Linked DNA regions of Gossypium hirsutum: region 1 is linked to region 2. A link is a contact called in public Hi-C data. All regions are on one chromosome and are shown on one strand. The core of a region is the stretch at or near the end of the contact, and the rest is flanking DNA. Distances in the headings are between cores, read along the strand shown. Region 1 has its middle 12 kb from the start of LOC121218775. Region 2 holds the start of LOC107901038 (20 kDa chaperonin, chloroplastic).

What was found. A called contact is a pair of places that touch in the nucleus more often than the background predicts.
Region 1: a Hi-C map of leaf shows a contact between it and region 2, with 3 times the contacts expected there. The contact joins the enhancer-like site here to the promoter of LOC107901038 in region 2. A contact is called at or near these places in 11 of 34 Hi-C or Micro-C datasets (fibers, hypocotyl, leaf and 1 more).

Annotation. Positions count from the first base shown.
Region 1 is chrD06:15,337,400-15,342,302 of Gossypium_hirsutum_v2.1, forward strand. No RefSeq gene overlaps it. Among protein-coding and RNA genes, the nearest start is that of LOC121218775, 12 kb to the right of the region's middle. Within about 2 kb of position 3,177, at least 4 of the 9 cell types and tissues checked have an H3K27ac peak or open chromatin away from gene starts, as enhancers often do. A contact at or near this core is called in hypocotyl and leaf, where this site is marked.
Region 2 is chrD06:15,157,916-15,162,929 of Gossypium_hirsutum_v2.1, forward strand. LOC107901038 (20 kDa chaperonin, chloroplastic) reads right to left here and starts at 1,698. Exons shown (of 6, transcript XM_016826870.2): 1 at 1,406-1,698; 2 at 1,139-1,323; 3 at 602-781; 4 at 359-514; 5 at 71-148. The coding sequence starts at 1,321.

The sequences.
Region 1 (4,903 bases), core at 1,927-4,426, 180 kb after region 2:
AGGGCAAACATCATGCACACAGTGTGTACGATCGAGACAATTTATGGTTTCGCGTGACGGAGTTTGACAGATCGCACCAAGGTGTTGTTGGTGGGCAATATTGTGTACACTTGCGAAACAGGACTTGTGACTGTGGGAAGTTTAATGCACTTTGTTATCTATGCGCTCATGTTATTGTAGCTTGTCAGAAACTCCGTCTAGATCCGATAAGTTATGTGGACGAAGTGTACAAATTAGAAAACATGTGCAACGTATGGAGACACGTTTTCCCACCGGTACCAGATGAACGTTGGGGGGGCAACGGTCAAATTTTTTACCGTTGGAGTACTGTTCACGCACGGAGGACATCACGTCCACGTCAGCGCGACCTGCTGACGTGGACGCGATGTCCTGACATGTACCCTGACATCGCGATGACGTGGACGCGATTTCTCGAAAAATGGATCATTCCAGTAAATAATAAAAAAATCGGCCCATTTCGATAAATTTTGAAAAAAACGACTTTTATTGGTAATTTCCCCAACCTGCACGGGGTAAAACCGTAGCTACAAAAAAATGAAATAGTGATTGTTGTAAGGTTGAGCTAAAAAATGGATGAAATTCATGTCAGTGGTGTGTACCAAACATTTAAAGGAGCCTAAGATATGGAAATGGAAAGGACTTGAGGCATCAAATTGACGCAGAGAAAGAAAAAGTATTTTGAATTGTTAATTTGTTTAGATTTAATCAAAATTAGGTTATTGAAAATTATTATTTTTTAAATAAATTTATTGCACACCCATTATATAGGTGAAAACAAATTTATGTAACAAATATAGTCTATAGAAGTTTAGATTCAAATTTTATCATTTGTATATTTTCCTAATTTTGCTTTATAAAAGATATAAAATATAAAAAATAACACCTTTAATATAATACAATTTATCTTAAAAAGTAAGAACACTTTCGTTATTACTCAACTAAATTGATGTCCAGTTTACTCGTAACATCAACTTAATCATATACTTAATAAATACCGCTCAAAAGTCAACTTCCTAAAATTGAATTTTTACTCTTTCTTTTTCTGAAAATAATATGGTTAGTGGAAACTGTTGATGCGTTGATTGTTGATAGTATGTTACAAAATTCTGAGTGTTGAGTGATGGACATATGTGAGAGTCCAGAAATTATGGGTTGGGTTTTGAGCAAGGAGATTAGGGGATCAGTATCAAACATTTCAAGAATATTTATCTATTATTCTATCTCTGTTTCAAGGAGGATGATCCTATCCCCATATTTAGCTTTAGATCAACCTATATAAGGAACCTTCTTCCTTCATTATCATAATGGAATTTAGAGTGCACTAAATAGTTCATTTTACAGCATTTTAGACATTGCAATTTGAGTGTTATTTGTCATTCATTGAGAGTGTTTTCCACGACCTTCAGTTGAGTGGTAAGTGAGTTTACATTAAGTATGAGTTTAAAAATTTTAAAAATAAAAAAATATAGTTAAAAAGTTCATCTTTCAATAAAAATATATAAGAATTTATAATAATACATATAAATTATAAAAATATTTATAAATAAATGAATATCTATTTTTTTTTCATTTTCTAACTTTACATTTATTTATTAAATAAAGCAATTTAGGGGAATAAGACTTAAACATATTCTTTTTTTAACATTAACGACAACAATGTTTTCGTTGGGTCAAAAACTATAACGTGAGGTTGAAAAAGGTAAGAATTAATATTTTTAAGTTGTTGCCAGAACGTGTTTTTTGTGTTTGATGCTGTGCTTGAGGGCGGGGATGATTGAGAATATATATGCGAGGATGAGGTCTTGAATACCCAGTAGGTGGAAGGCCATGTAGAGAGCTCCACAACTGTTTCCTGGTATGATGACACAACAATAGAGAATGTGAAAGTCAAGGAGTTCAAAGTAAGAATTATTGATGCCAGTGGTTGTAGGCAAACACAGTTCCCAACATTCGACAAATTTGACGAAGATTAAGGAATAAGGCTAGGTGTATGATAAACAAATTATTATTTATAGAATAAAAAAAAGGAAACGTTTGAATTTAGTTTAAGTACTGTTTGTGAGATTTTTAAGAAAATTTTTTTATTTATATAATTATTGGTTTAACAAATAAATTTCATGTTAGAAAAAGAGAAAATGGTTATTCATTTATTATAATTTTATATGTATTTTTATAATCATGTTCATTTTTATTTTTAAAGTTTCTTAATTTTAATTTTGAATTTTTAAGAATCAATATTAAATTGACAAAATTAAGATTGAATTGATAGAATCTGTAAACATGTGTATAAAATTGATGGTTAAATTTGTCAAATTTTTTAATTTTAATTTTAATTTTAATTTTAAATAAACATTTAAATCATGTGTATAAAATTGATGGTTAAATTTGTCGAATTTTTTAAAATTAAGACTGAATTGATAGAATCTGTAAACATTGAAAGGTTAATTTTATTATTAAAATGATAAAAAAAAGTCATACCAACATTCTAATAATGATTTAATGGATGAGTAATCAAAATATTAACTAAAATAAACAATCAAAGACCGAATTCTAAGTTTTTTTTTTGTTCAACAAATCTTTCATTCAATAGGAACCAGATTAATATAGTGTTACTAGTTCCACAGGTGGAACTTGAGCCCAGTTTGATGGACAAGAATGAATCCTAGTTTTTCCTGCGATCCAGTCAACAGCTCGATTACAGTTCCTTTTGATAAACTTAAACGATACATCATTAACTCTAGAAACTATCGATAGAATATCTACAGCAATTCCAAAAATCTCCCAAGGGCACTGGTTCTTTTTTTATAAGCATTGAATGAGTTGAAGATTGTCAGGTTCAAATTCCACAGACTGCCAGTTGTTATCAGCCGCAAGTATGGAACCCAGCCTTATAGCTTGGGCTTCAGCCGCTAATGCCGTAGACACATGCATCAACGAGTTGGTTCTATCTGCAATATCTCCATTGCCGTTCCTGGCAATTGCAGCCACCCCAGCTTCTCCAATTTTCCAATTTAGAGAAGAACCATAGTTGATTTTTACAACTTGAGGTGGCGTTTTGTCCATTCGGAGTTGAGGGCAAAGTTAGGGTGGGACCTCACAGGAACTGAATTCTAAGTTTCATTGTCACGTCACACCGACAAAGAATAGTAATAGTAAATAGTAGGGTTAGGACAGGTGCAGCTCTCTCATCTATGTATCTTTTAATTTTGTAGGCTGCATCTGCGTTGCACTGCTGGAATCTAATTGTGTACGTATGTTTTGGATATTATATATTATTCCGGTTCACGTGGGGGAGCCACGATTCACAATGACCTCCTATAATATTATTCTTTTTTGTACTAATGAACTCCTATAATATAGTGTTTATAAATAAATATGCCTCATTCATTTATCAAATAATGGACTTGTCGGCTTCGGAATCTGACATGACCGCAACATGCCATTAATTAAATAATTACGTTTTACAATTTTTATATATATAAGAAAACCTTTCTTTCTTATATTAATTCCCTAAAGAGAAGGCAATTTGAATGTAGACATGCTCCCAATTACTGTCAAAAGTTAAAAGTATTTCAACTGAAAATTGATATAATTATTGATTGTCGAATAAAAAAAATACTTAAAATGTAATAATCCAAGTGTATTGTTTCCATCTTAGATTGTTATAAAACAAAAATGGTTGACATTGTACGTAAATGATTGTTAATAATGAGTGAAAGGGAAGGGGCCATGTGTTTTATCCGTATATTGTACTCCTTAATATTTATTTGGAAAACTATGTTTTGTTTGGAGTTTAATTTTGGGGACCGCCTTTGATGCTCAAGTCAAACAAAACGCTTCCAGGGAAGGTCCTCAAAATTACTTCCCCCAACCTAATTTTTCAACCAAATTTCAAGAATTATGTCTTATTTTAATTAATTAATTAATTGTAACTTAAAAGTGGGCATTGAAATGAGGGTATGCGAGGAGCACCGACTGGGGGCACTTCACATCACGGGAGATGGATCGGCCTACTCCTACAATCAAATACAGATAAAATAAAAGTGGACCCAATGGATTGTGCGCCCACTTGACGTGGGGGCTTCTACGCCTCATCCGTCATCATTAGGGGTGTACAAATTTCGGGTAATAATTTTTTAGAAATTCAATTAACAGTTAATTCAGTTCGAAATCGATTGGTTAATCGAATTTAATAAATAATATTATAATATAAAAGTATTCGGTCGTTTCGGTTAAATTTTTTGAAAATATAAATTAATCGGTCAGTTAAGTTGGTTAATTCTTTTATATGTTTTATACTTGTTTTAACCAAAAATAAGAAAACATATAAATTTCGGTTAATTAAGTTAACCAACCGAATTAACCGAAAAAGTTCGGTTCGATTAATATTTTTTAAAAAAATTTCGGTTCGGTTAACAGTTAAGGGTTTAAAAAGGTCGATTAATTTGATTAATGGTAGTTTGGGTCGGTTAACAGATTGAACACCCCTAGCCATCGCTGCTTTTATTTTCCTTGGCCTCACTTCGTCAACGCGTTTCATGCTCCACCTTGCCTCTTTTGGTTAAGGATCACACAACTCAAATTCTCTAATACATTTTAGGCTAAACTATATTGTTACTCAAGTAATTTTTTATTATTATTTATGAAAAGTTATAAAATAGTTATTTAATTATTCAATTTTTTTAGTTATTAATAGTTAAATGGTTAACAGAAAGATGACATTGATGTTTTTAAAATTGACATAATACAATCAATTCTCTCTATAACTGTCACATATTATAACAACATTTCACTGTAACAACTAACTTTCTAGTAGAACTGATTTTCTATGTTTTATTTTAACCCTCTATAAAAGTTTTTCACTTATAATAGTAACAACTAT
Region 2 (5,014 bases), core at 448-2,947:
TAAATACATTTTGCAACACCACAGCACAAAGTTCTATGCCCTCCAAAATACTTGATTAACTGTTACTCACCGTTCCAATGGAAGGTTTTTCTTTGCTTGCCTCGGTCAGCAACAAACCTCCTGCAGTTTTCTCCTCAGCTTCCGAAACCTGCAACGGTATTGAAACACACCACCGGGTGCCTTCATAAGTCCATATTAATATCCAATCCCTTTTTACTTTTTTCATCCATTACTTCTCAATACACTAAATCATCACCATTCACACGTGTGAGACTCACTGTCTTGTGAATGGTGATCAAAACTTCAACAGAACATTGCAATGGCAAAAAGAATATACAGATTTCGGAAGGAGGCGAACCTTAATGAAAACTCTGTCGTTCAGAGGTTTGAGATCTTTTATGTCATCGGTTTCAAGAAGTCCAACAATGTCATCCTCTTTTAGGAGAAGATGATTTGCACCATTGAACTCGACCTCCGTCCCAGCATACTTGGAATATATGACCTGAGCACCAGTCTACACAACCATGGCATTGTTGAAGTATAATAGTGGAGCAACAAATGGAAAAGAACTGAGAAGAATACCTAGTCCATGAAAATTCACCTTCACAGAACTTTCCAATTTGGTATTCCCAATTGTCTTCCCTTCACCAACAGCAACCACCTCACCTCCTTGAGGCTTTGATTGAGCAGTTGTTGGAAGCAAAATGCCACCCTCAGTCTTCTCCTCTGTTTCTTTAATCTTCACCAACACCCTGTCACCCAAGGGCTTAACTGAAGTGTACTGCATAGGGCAATAAGATCGTTTTATGTAAGCAGAAGCAGTGTACATACAAGGAGATGAATCCATGGAAACGATTGGCTTTGCTACACTAATTGTAGCAAATTGATATTATTTTTGGAGTTCCAATAAGCCAATAGCAACCAATTCATGTCAGGTTTCGTACATTTAAAACATGTTTAAAACAGAAAAAAGCATTCAGAGTCGCCCCAAAAGGTCAAGCTTCGACGAGTGAAAATATTCAGCAAACAGGTAAACATGAATGAAAAACAATACCGAAAAAAAGCTAGTTTACTCAACAACAAAGCAGCGAAAGCACCAATAATTATATAAAAAAATTAAAGAAATAAGAAGAAATACCTTAGGGGCAACAACGGTAGCCGCTTTAACAACCAAACGTTTGAAGGACCTGCTGGTCAAAGCCCCAGGCTTTAATGTTCCAAAGGAAGAGAATTTGACAGTGGACAGCCTAAGCCCTTGTAATGAAGCCAAGTTCCTAGCTGATGCTGTCACTGACGACGCTGTTAGCTGAGATGTAGCCATTTCTGTATTCAAATTTCACAAAAATCATTCCTGCAAATAAATGATTCTTAGGAATAAAAACCTATATATGTAAAAAGAAAATACCTTTGAGAGAGATGGAAAAGGATAAGGGGTTGTTTGGTTTGGTTGCTTGAGACTGGAGAAGTCTTAAAAAGAAGATAAAACCCTAGTGTGTTAAAATGGGTTTTATTTATTTGATAAGAGACTTCTAGAAAATTGATAATCACGCGCCCCTCTCTCCAGTGAGTGGATTAGGAGTGAAACGGGTTAAACCCCACAAGACACCAGGTTAAGGATATCCCACGCGCTTTCGAGGAACAAGATGAACAACACACAAAGAGCACCTAAAAACACAGACTTCTGGAAGGTGGAAATGAAAATTAAAATTCCAAAATTTTAAATTTGCAGATTTATCGTAAGTAGAGGCTGTAAAAACTATTGTGTTCTTTGATTATATTTTAATTTGTTGTTGGGGGTAAATTATATTCATCAACAGGTAAAAAATACTTACATATTTTAACCTCAAAATAATTACATAATCATAATTATTGAAATTATTAAGTAAGACGTTTATAAAATTATTGATGAATATTTCTTTTTAACCTATTTTTTACACCATATCTAAAATTAAGTATAATCCTTTTCTAATCCATAAATAAAAATACATTCATATTCATATAATCGAATTAATTAGTAATTGTTTTTAAAGTTAAAAGCACTCATAAAAAGCGGTATAATTATAAGAAAAAAAAGTATACTTCACAACAATATTGATGTGTGGCAGAAAAGACATCATTTGTCACAAAAAGAATTTTTTTTTAAAATTTTTTTAATAATATTATTAATTTCCACTCATTTCTTTTTAATTTTTTTATAAATTTTATAATTCATATGTTTTTTTCTAGATTATATATATATTGTCGAAACCATTTTTTTTTGTGAAAAAGGGATCAACTTTGGTTTTTAAAAAATGAAAAAGAACATAGGAGTCGCCACCAATCCTTTTTTGATGAGGTGTGATCGGGTCACTTCGTAAAACGGTTGTTTTTAACAAACAGTTTGGATTTATTAAAACAATGCTTTTGGTCTACAAAATTCAGAAAAAGGGTTCGGGAGTCGGTTACGTACGAGGAAGGATTAGTACCCTCGTAATGCCCAAAAATTGGTACCTAGTTGATTAATTAGTGTCTTAATGTCGAAGATTGAAAACTTTGAAGAGTTTTTTAAAAATATGATCCTTAAAAAAACTCGAATAACAGGAGTCGGATTTTAAGATTCTCTTGTTTTGAAGGAATATCACATCCAACACGTTAGGATACAATATTTTAAACCCTCGAAACCAATATTATTTTATGGTTCCCAAAACCTGTACTTTGAAATTTTAAGAGGATATTTGGCTATTTGGTCGAACGAGAAATCGAAACCTAATGCGTTAGGGCACGTTTTCTCGAATTTTAAAACACAAAATATTGCCTTATTTTGAAAATTTTCTTTTTTTTTTTGCATATTTGAGTAAAAATTAATATAATGTTTAAAACAATGTGTGAATAAAGAGTTACATTGATGAATGACGACAATATGAAAATACGAGTAAACAATTCATAACTCGCATGATAGCAATAATCGCACGATGTACATTACTTTAATACCAGCCAATAATAAAAAACGAATGAAATAATATAACAACAATTTAAAGTAAATAATAAAGATTTAAGATGAATAATACGAAATGCCCAAAATTAACAATGTAAAATTTAACATAAATAAAACATAAAATAGTTTGAAATAAACAATTTTAAACAATTTAAAATAAACATTACATGAAATAGTTTAAAAGAAATGACACCTAAAAATCTAAAATAAATAATATACATAAAACAGTTTAAGATAAAATAATAGAAAGCAATTCGAAATAAATAATATATGAAACAATTTAAAATAGATAATATCAAACAGTTTAATATGAACAATATAAATAAAATGTAATCTGTTAAAATATAATAATAATGAATATAAAAAATTAAATGAAATAATAAATAACAAATTAAAGGATTAAAATAAAGTGGATTAGGCACTAAATTAAAACTAGGACGAAATTAAACGGATAAAATTATTAAAAAAAGAAAGAAAAAGTGAACAGAGGATTAAACTGAAAATGCACGGAAGGAGAGAGGACCGAAAGGGAAATCATTCCCACTCTTAAAAACGAGCCACTTCATAGGGGACCAAATTGGAAACGGGCAAAAAATGGAAGGACCCACCGCAAAATAGCCCAAACGTTGAGAACACGTGGATCCCCCAGGAGCGGGTCGGGTTGCGCGTGGGCTGGCGTCAAAACGACGCCGTTTAGCGTCTGGGGGGTTTAATCTAAAACGGTTGTCATTTTGGTAAGCTATATAAACCCCAAATTTTACCAAAAATTCCATTTACCCATCATTTAAAAAAAATTTCAAAAGCCTTTCAAACTCTCTCCCCCCTCTCCTCTTCCGACCAAGGGTCCGGTCAATCGTCGTCACGCCGCCCAAAAGCCCTTTTTTTTACTCCCCTTTTTGCGTAGAGCCCGAAAGTTCCTGAAAGAAATGGAAGAAGAAGGTCCCTCCTCTCCCCTAGGCTTGGTTCCGGCGACGGAGAAGAGACCTCCGGCGACAAGACACGGTAGCCTCAGGTGAGTCCTTACCTTCCCTCTTTACATCGTTTGGTTTCTGGGCCTATATAGCCGAAGACAAAATACAATATCTGTTTTTTTGTCACTATTTTAAATACTTCTATTACGCTACCTCTATTATTTTTGTCTCTTGGTTATTGTTTTCGTCTGTCTCTATCTTTTTTGTCTTTTCTTGTTTCGTTTGCAGGTCTGGGCGAAGTCAACAGAGATGAAACTTGCCGTTTTGGTGCAAAGGAGGGAACCCTAGGGTTCCCTGATGCTGTTTAGTTTTTAGGCCCTATTAGGCTGTTAGGGTTTTGGAGTTGGGCTGTTTTTGGCCCGTTGTACATGGCTGGTTTTATTAATTTTATTTTATTTGTTTTTTTTGTTTATTTGTTTTTTTTTCTAATGGGCTGGGTAAATTTGGGCCTCTACATATATTCTAAACTTTTATATATTTATTTCCATTTTTACATTTTTTAATGTGTATACAATTAATAAAAAATAGTTATTTTTGTATATAAAGGTACCTCGTGGTATTTTTTAATTGGCTATAAGAATTTCTTTTAACATCTATCAAAAACTGGATTAAAAAAAATATCATGAAGGCATATTTTTAGGTATCAAATTGAAAATTTGAGTATCCTTAAGGTACAAAACTGAGAAAAAAAAATTTAAGGATCAAAATGAGAGGACAAGTATACTTTAGGAGCTAAAATGTGAATGAAGCCTAAAATAAATAAAAAAATATTATGTGTATATTAAGTGAAGTAGATTGAGGAAACACAATGGGAAATGGAATGCATTTACTTTCTTTGGGTTTGCAAGGTTAATAATACCCTAAGTTGTGATACCTTTTTGAAGAATAACTTGGATTGAAACAAAAAAAGTGAATTTACTATTGATGAAGTTACTAATTTGTTTTGGCTCCTGTTAGTGTTAGACGATTGAACTCTGTGGCCGTCCATAGGAAACACATTCATACTGACATGCCTGTAATTAAAAATGCCATCGAAATTATACTCACAAAAGGATTAGCATATGCCTAA